Linked DNA regions of Ovis aries: region 1 is linked to region 2. A link is a contact called in public Hi-C data. All regions are on one chromosome and are shown on one strand. Each heading gives the region's core, a stretch centred on a gene start, on an enhancer-like site or on the middle of the called end of the contact. The rest is flanking DNA. Distances are from core to core; before and after follow the strand shown. Region 1 overlaps IGF1R (insulin like growth factor 1 receptor). Region 2 has its middle 41 kb from the start of SYNM.

Evidence for each region. A called contact is a pair of places that touch in the nucleus more often than the background predicts.
Region 1: a Hi-C map of hypothalamus shows a contact between it and region 2, with 4 times the contacts expected there. The contact joins two enhancer-like sites. A contact is called at or near these places in 2 of 16 Hi-C or Micro-C datasets (blood and hypothalamus).

Annotation. Positions count from the first base shown.
Region 1 is chr18:7,400,045-7,404,346 of ARS-UI_Ramb_v3.0, forward strand. The region is part of intron 2 of IGF1R (insulin like growth factor 1 receptor); the gene reads left to right. Among named protein-coding and RNA genes, the nearest start is that of PGPEP1L, 180 kb to the right of the region's middle. Within about 2 kb of position 2,162, at least 46 of the 54 cell types and tissues checked have an H3K27ac peak or open chromatin away from gene starts, as enhancers often do. A contact at or near this core is called in hypothalamus, where this site is marked.
Region 2 is chr18:7,068,684-7,072,673 of ARS-UI_Ramb_v3.0, forward strand. No RefSeq gene overlaps it. Among named protein-coding and RNA genes, the nearest start is that of SYNM, 41 kb to the left of the region's middle. Within about 2 kb of position 2,163, at least 23 of the 54 cell types and tissues checked have an H3K27ac peak or open chromatin away from gene starts, as enhancers often do. A contact at or near this core is called in hypothalamus, where this site is marked.

The DNA.
Region 1 (4,302 bases), core at 912-3,411, 330 kb after region 2:
AAGGACCCTGTGGCGGAGCCAGCTTGAAAGTGTGTGCACTGTCACGTCTGGAGACCAGAATGGACCGGTCTATGGACACCTGGTGGGGAGGAAAGCACTTTGTGGATTTGCCTTTCAGTTCTTGGTTCTTGCGTACACCACGCCAGCTGTCGGACTGTCCTTGTGTCCCGGCCAGGCGGAGAGAGGAGCAGATACCTGGAGGCCTCTCTCTCTGAGATGCTCTGGGGGAAGGGGTGGCAGGAGCTGGTGAAAGTTCTGCGCAAGGTAGGGAGCATTTTTTAGGCTGAAAAAGAATTTGCCTCTTCTCAGGAGGACAGAAAAGGGCCTGAGTGGCAGAGGAGACGGCATGAACAGCTGCGTGTGTGCAGAGAACCATAGAGGGACAGAACTGCCAGGGCCTCCACCTTGGGGGTCGGGGGTTGAACGAGTACGTGTCAGCCAGACGCCAGCTCCGAAAGCACGCGCTAAGTGAGCTGGGGGCGGAGAGAGGCTGAGGACCGTGTGCAGAGGTGCGCAAGTCCAGAGCATGCTTATCGCAGGCCTGCATCTCCGTACACATCAGAAGCCGACACCACTTTTGCCCTCGGGAAGTTCAGTGTCTCACCAGGCGGCCAGAGCTGCGATCCTAGTCTGCACGCAGTATTGGCCAGGCCATCAGGGGCACTGAGAGGCGCGGGAGGCAGGGGCGGGAAGCGGTGGAGAACAGCGGCCTCTCCCGGGCTGGCAGGGGATAGCACAGAAGGCGCAGACTGAGTGAAGGGCGTGAAGGGTGTGTATGGAGGGCACTGGGGCCTGCGACCGGAACCGAGTGCCCCAAGGGAGGTTGGTTGGAAGGAAGGAGGCTGCAGACCTGGGGGCTGGGTCTAGGGTGGAAAGGACGAGGGCACTAACTCCACGCAGCAGGCAGTGGGGGCGAGGCGCTCTTGGAGCAAGCAGACAACAGAGGCTGGCAATCCGTGGAGCCGGGGGCGTGTGTGTGCGGGGGGGGGGGGGGGGCGGTGATACAGAGGACCCCCAGGTTCACTCTTAAGTTCCGTCCTGCCAAGAGCCCTTTGTATCTTTATTTTTAAAGCTCTCCAGCAGTCTGGCTGTCTGGCCACGGGTGGCAACATGGCTTACCATGAGAGTGTAGAGTCAGCAGGCAAACAAGTGTTCTGGAGATCCCTCTGGTGTCCAGCTCCCCCCACAGGCCCCCGCCCCCTTCCCTTCTCCATCAGCTCCCGGAGGCCTCTCTGTGGACTCTCTCTCCCAGGAAGGTAGTGTCTGGAGACCTCTGTGTTGATCGTGCCCCTCCTGGAAGCAGCCCCAGGAGCTGCCGGGCTTGGGGGAGCAGCACCTCCATGCTGAAAGCTGCCGATTTTCTTGCTGAGGTCCCAGGAGGATGGTGAGGACAGGAGGAGGAGTGGATTGTGATTCAAGGCAAAGTAGAGCAGGAGTTACCTTGGCATGCGTGCAATATCCTGGGTGAACTACCCCCTCTATGGAAAATGCAAGTTAACTGTTTATTTCTTGTCAAAGGAGCTTAATACAACATCATCTCAGTTTCTTTTTATATGTATGTTTCCAAACACGGTCAGCCCTGAGTGAGATCACAGCTCCAAAAACTTGTGATGAAAAGGTCTAACAAGGCGTCTAATTCACCTCTGTGAAGGGCACATTATGTAAGCAAACAATTTTTAGTACCAGGGTTTAAAATCACTTCTGCAGAGACAAAAGTATACACTGTGGAGGGAGGGGGAAGAGGGAGAGTCAAGTGAATCGGCCCTCGCCCGTTCCCTTTTGGGAGTTTTTAAGTTGTAGGAAGAAAAAGGAGAGCGAGAATTGTGGAAACAAAACCTTTTTGGTTTTCCACTGAACAAAAATGATGGGAGGATGCAAGTCAGCAGTTCTCGCCCAGGGGATCTAAAGGGCGCCCACTTGTGTCTGCTTTTCTGGGGGGCCCTCGGCCGTCTTCCCGCCGCGGGTTCCTTTTGTCTCAGGGCCGCCCGGGCTCGGGACGAGGACCGGAGCAGCGGGCATCCCGCGCCCTCCCGGCTGCGGTGGACCGAGGTTGTTTACTACTTTCCACTCCGAGTGGCACGCCAATCACGAGGACCCGCCCTCCCCACCGCCCAATCGGCTCGCTGGGAAAGTCCACCGAGCCAGGGGCCCGGGCGGTGACTGGCTGGCACGGCCGTCAGTCAAGCGCGCATCCCGCAAGGATGCGGCGGGAGTGTTGAGGCAGCGATCAGCAGAGCGGAGGAGGAGTAACCTTCCCCATAAACAAGATGTGCGCCCCCCTCCAATAAAACGGGGGTGCGGGCGCCGAAGCGTAACCCAGCCCTGGGGCCTCAGCGAAGCCGAGCGAGCGGCGCGCGGAGCCGGGGAATCCCTCCCTCCCTCCGCTCGGCCTCCCGCCCACCGCCGCAGTTGTAAACACGTTTCCCTCCGTGGCTGTTTTCCTTCTCGCAGTGGCCATTACAGGCTGCTGTTTACCAGAATCTCGCAGGGCATGGGCGGCCTTCTGGCCCCAGTCCTCCATTGCCCGCGCCCCCCTGCCCTCATGCCAGCCTCTTTCTTTTCCCTCTGGCTAATCGTGCAGACTAAAGGAGGCTGGGTTACCATCAGGCTGGTTTTCCTTTGATTCCTGCCCATGTGGGACAAGTCACGCTTTGTCAACATGCACCATTTTCTGCGGCGATCGTGCTTCCTTTTTAAATTGCGTGCTTGGGCTAGACGGATTTTGGTTAGGAACACTGCACACGAAACTGGCGCAGCTCTGGAAGGACTGGGTGGGTTTTTGGTTGTTGTTGTTGTGACTGTTTTGGGATGCTTGGAATGCTCTTGTAATTCTGCGTTTCCTTCCAAAACGGGTCTTGAATCTCTCACCCACTAGTAGGTTTGAGATCTGTTGCTATACCATCACCAGCAGCACACGCAAGAAAGACAGCATTGTGTTGAGCTCAATGTTTTTGTACCTTCCTCTGTGGTCTGAATCAGGTTTCCCATTTCCAGCTGCACAATGTGGTTGTATTCAGTGTGATAGGGGCGTAGTGGACAGGAATTATTTGTGACAGGGCTGCCTGGAAGATGCGGACTGGAGTTTGCGCGGCCGGGAGCAGCTTCAGTGTCTGAAGCTTCTCTGTTACGCTACAGAGGCTCTGAGCAGAAAACGCAGGCAGAATGGCAAAATCCAGCAAGAGCATGTGGCATTCGGTTCAAAAATGCCCCGCCCCGCCACCTTTTTAGGAGCCGCTGTTCCAGATGATATCCAGTCTTGCTTAACGATTCTTTTCAAAAGAAAGGAAGAGTGCTCTATAAAGAGAGCTTGTTTTGGGACATTTTGTGAGAAGCCCCGTCAACAGTAAATAAATGATTTTGAGGTTCTGGTTTGCTGAGTGATTAGGCCTCCTTCGGGCCTGAATCACAGTCACAGAAAGCCTCTGCTTCTTGGTTTATAGTAACTGCAGAAACACAGCAGAGCTGTAGCCATGGGGCGAGCCATGTCAGCCCTGCAGCCTGTGTACTTTGTCAGCAGTGGGGCGTGTGAGGTGCTTACCGGGAATGAAAGGAGGGGAAGATAACACTGCAAATATAAATATAAGGAATGGTACGTGGTGGTCGTCATGATTTGCAAGAGCAGCTTCCAGGCCACTTAAACCCTAGGAAACATGTCCCATTTCAACTTACCCATCCCATCCGATTTGGATTTCCCTGTCTCTCTCCCCCTGTTCTCGCTGTCCCTTTGTACTCCGCAACGAGGATAATTTTCCTGAGAGGAGGGGTCTCAGGGCGCTGTGGGTTGGGAGAGGGGCCAGGGCAGAGTTCCGCCCAGCCTTGGGGCCCCTGAGGTTCTGGGTGGCATTGTCGCCCCACCGTGTGAAGTTTCAGACAGGGCGAAGGCAGGCAGAGAGGCACTGCAGTCTCAGGCAGGGTGCTGTCACGCTCTGAGCCCCCGCTTTGGCCCTCCTAAGCTCGCGGGGGCCATTCCTTTGTAAGCCTCGGTGTCCCCCCGGGGTGAGATGGAGAGAGTAACGCCCCGCGCAGGCTTGTGAGGCCTAGGGAAGCTCCCCAGGAAACGTGCCTGCCTCCCTGCGGGGCCCCTGGAGGTGCCCAACTGGCCTCTGCTCAACCCTCCTTCTCGTGGCCCCTTCCCGCGGGCCTCCTCCTGGTTCGGAGTGGCACGCTGAGCTCATCTTTTGCTGGCTTTCTCTGTCACCTGCTCTTGTGGCCAGGTCAGCCTGTTCGTTTTTCCATGCCAACAGCCTCTCCGTGCCAGTAAGTCACGTCTGAATAACCAAAGCCTGTTTCCCTGCAGGAGGA
Region 2 (3,990 bases), core at 913-3,412:
ATGGACGTTTTTCCATGCCAATTAGTCCCAATCTGCATCATATTTAAGTGGCTGGAGAGTATTCCCTTATATGGATGTACTCTAAATTAATCAAATCCCCATTGATAAACATTCAGTGTTTCGGGCAAGGGCAGGGAGTCAGGAGCCCCATAGTCCAAGCACACATCTTGGCTCTGCCACTGACCAGCTGGCTGTTCTTGAGAGGAAAACTGACCTCTGACTGCAGGTTCCCTTTCTATAAAACAGGGGTATTAAGAATACCCACTGCAGGGAAGTGTCATGAGTAGGTATTTGTCAAACTTTGTAACAGTTTCCAGCACATAGTAGATGCTCAGTTAGAACCAACTGTTGTTGCCATCACATGGTGGGGTTGTGACCGCCATCACCTGTGCTGCCCTGCTTAATCACTCAGTCCTGTCTGACTCTTTGCAACCCCATGGCCTGCCAGGTTCTCAGTCCTGTCTGACTCTTTGCAACCCCATGGCCTGCCAGGTTCCTCTGTCCATGGGGATTCTCCAGACCAGGGGACCGTCCCAATCCAGGGATCGAACCCAGGTCTCCTTCATTGTAGGAGGAGTCTTTACATTCTGAGCCACCGAGGAAGCCCCTCCCCACCATTACCTACTTAGGATAAAACTTAGAAAGTGAAAGTCACTCATCATGTCCGACTCTTTGAAACCCCATGGACTATACAGTCCATGGAATTCTCCAGGCCAGAACCCTGGAGTGGGTAGCCATTCCCTTCTCCAGGGAATCTTCCCACCCCAGGGATCAAACCCAGGTCTCCCGAACTGCAGGCGGATTCTTTATCAGCTGAGCTACCCCACTACCTACTTAGGATAAAACTTATAAGAGGAATGAAACAGTTAAACGGTAAACATATTAAAATGCTAATAAGCATCACCCAATTGCCCTCCAGAAACGTCCCCAGCGTCGCAGGGGGACCTGGTGTTGGCAGGAGGCAGCGAGAGAGGCAGTCCCTGCCTCTGGGTCTGGAGCACTGTCACCCTCACGAGTCACCAGCAAACCAGCCGGTGAGGTCTCCCGACTCGCCCAGCCTTCTGGGTGGCATTCTGGAATACAAAGCAAGAGGAAAATTAACAGCAAGTCAGGTCAGACTCCCTTTGATTTCTAGAAGGAAAACTAGGGTTGAGGCCATATTCAAAAATATAGGTCAAATCTTGGTTTCTGTGGTTACCAAACACTGTCAGCCACCAATGACTCCCTCCCTCGGGGGCGATGCCAGGGTTCCGAGGCCTGGCAGCCGGACCCGGCTCCCCTCGGTCTACGCCCGCCGCCGGCGCAGGGGCCCGCCCGCTCCGAGCGCCGCGGGCCGGCCGGGGGGTCCGCGGGGAGCGCGGCGGGGGTGGGCGCGGGGGACCGCGGGGAGCGCGGCGGGGGCGGGCCCGGGGCGCCTGCCCTCCGCCGCTTGGGGCGGGGAGCGGCTCGGCGCGGCTGCGGCGGGGCTGGGCGCCCCCTCCCCGCCGGCCCGGCTCCGCGCGCCCCCGGGGCAGGGAGCGCGCCGCCCGGCCCGGGGCCGAGCCCGCCCGCCCGGGGAGGAGGGGCCGCCGCCGCGGGAACAATGCGGCCGGTGTTCGGCGGCCCGGCGGCCGCGTCCGCGGCCCCGCCCCTCCACGCCCCTCGGCCCAGCCGCCGCGGGCCCGGCGCAGAGGGAAGAGCCCCCTTATTTGGTCTTGGAAAGAAAGGGGAAAGGTTATCCCCAGATGCCTGCAGCGTTGGGTCATCGGCCCGCGGCCCTGGGCCCGCGCCCGGGAGCAGCGCCCGCTCCCGCCGGGAGGTGGCGGCGCCGCGCCGCGCCGGGCCGCCCGGTAAACAAGCCCGCGGCTCCGGGTGCCCCGGCCCGCGGCCTTTTGTGTGCGCTTCGGGGGCGGGGCGAGGATGACGGGGGGTGGGAAGGGGCGGGGCGAGGGGCGGGGCGAGGGGCGGGAGGGGCGGTGACTAGGGGGGGCGGGGCGGGGAGGTGGCTGTGGGGACCGGGAGGGGCGGTGACGGGGGGTGACCAGGGGGAGGGGGAGGTGACCGGGAGGGAGGGGGAGGTGACGGGAGGGAGGGGGTGACTGCGGGGAGGGGATGACCGGGTTGCGGTGACGGGGTGGCCGGCTCGACAAGGAGACAAAGCCCCTGTTTGCGGCGACCGTCACGCCCTCAGTGCCGGGGAGCGGGCCGCGGTCGCAGGGTGTGACTCGGCGGTGCGGAACCCTGGAGTGCACGAGGGGCGAGTGCACGAGGGGCGCGCGGTGGGGAGGCCGCCCGCTGCGGGGCCTCAGTGAGGCGCCCCCTCGGTCCCCACGGCCGCCCCTCAGGTGAGCTGTGCGCGCGGAGCCGGCCACCGCCTTCTCTTGGCCGCTGTGTGTTAGTCGCTCACTGGTGTCTGACTCTGTGACTCCGCGGGCTGTGGCCCGCCAGGCTCCTCTGTCCATGGGATTCTCCACACAAGAACACGGCCGTGGGTGGCCATGCCCTTCGCCACAGGAACTTCCCGACCCAGGGATCGAACCCGGCTTCCTTCATCGCAGGCAGATTCTCTGCCTTTTGAGCCGGGCGGAAGCCGAGGCCCGGAAGCGCTGGGCAGAGAAACCCGCGCTCGCTGACCCTAGTTGCTGACCCTCACACCACACCCGCAAGCCAGGACTCATCTCTCCGCTGTACACGTGGTTCTGAGAGGCGGGGGTCACGGCACAGCAGATGGCACAGCCGGGATTGGAACCCTTGTCCTCCACTCCAGAGCCAGAGCCGCCCTACAGTGAAGGGCGTTTCACCTCTCCAGAAAGAAACGGAACGTGTTCATCGCTCGGTCGTGACCGACTCTTTGGGACCCCATGGACTGTAGTACACCAGGCTCCTCTGTTCATAGGGATTCTCCAGGCAGGAATACTGGAGGGGGTAGCCTTTTCCTTCTCCAGGGGAACTTCCCAACCCAGGGATCGAACCCAGGTCCCCTGCATTGCAGGCAGATTCTTTGCCTCGTTCCAAATAAAGCTCCTGTAATATGTATCATTCTCCAGAGTTCTGTAAAAAGAACTGAAAGATTAACATGATTTGAATTTCTTCAGCAGAACAAAAGTAAAAGCCATCACCGTGCGTAGGTGGCTCTGGTGGGTGAACCTGCACCCCCAGCTGGGAAGGAGACCCAAGTGGGGAGCTGGAGCTTCTGCTTTTACTGCTTTGGGGGTGCACCATCCCGTGAGGTACCTGCTACTCCGCAGAGGGCTCCAAAGAGGGGCCCGCCAGGGGGGAAGCTGTTCTAACTTTTATTTTCTATTTTAGGCAAGTTGCAGGCAGCCCTTTTGTTTGGCTGAGGTCCCACAGGCTCCCCTCCTCTGCCCATTGTTCCATCTGCCTTCTGAGGATGGGAGTCGGGGGTGTGCCAATAATTTTCACTTAGGAGACCTGCTTCATGTTTCATCATCTGGAAAGAAATTAATTTTTCAAGCCACACAATTATAGGCAACTTTTTAAGGAGTTTCAAGAATGACAGTTTCATACTTAGATTAACTAATGCCAGATTTTCTTTAAAAAAAAAAAACAAAGCAAAACAAAATTTGTGTGAACAAAGTTAAATCCAAGAAATGTGGTTTTTCTCTATCTCATTGTATAAAAAAAAAAAAAGCTGCTTCTACCAGTTTTGGGGGGTTTCCAGGTTTCCAAGAATTTACTTAGCTTGCTACATAGTATATTTCTGTGGAAAAATTATAGCAAGAATATCTTTCAGATCATTGCTTTCCAGTCATTGTTTTATTGGTTCCCAGATTCCACGAGAACCAGCACTGTCTGGATTTGCCCTGACATTCCAGAGTCCAGGTCCCCATCTGGGCAACCAGAGTCCTTCTCAGGATGAAGAACAGGCAGTCAGGGCTGTTGCCTTGTCCTTCCCAGAAATGCTGGCAAACCAGAGTGTGGTGTCCTCTGAGCCCTGGCTCTGCACTTCACCCTCTCCAATATCTTGATTGGTTCCATTTGGTTGCCTGG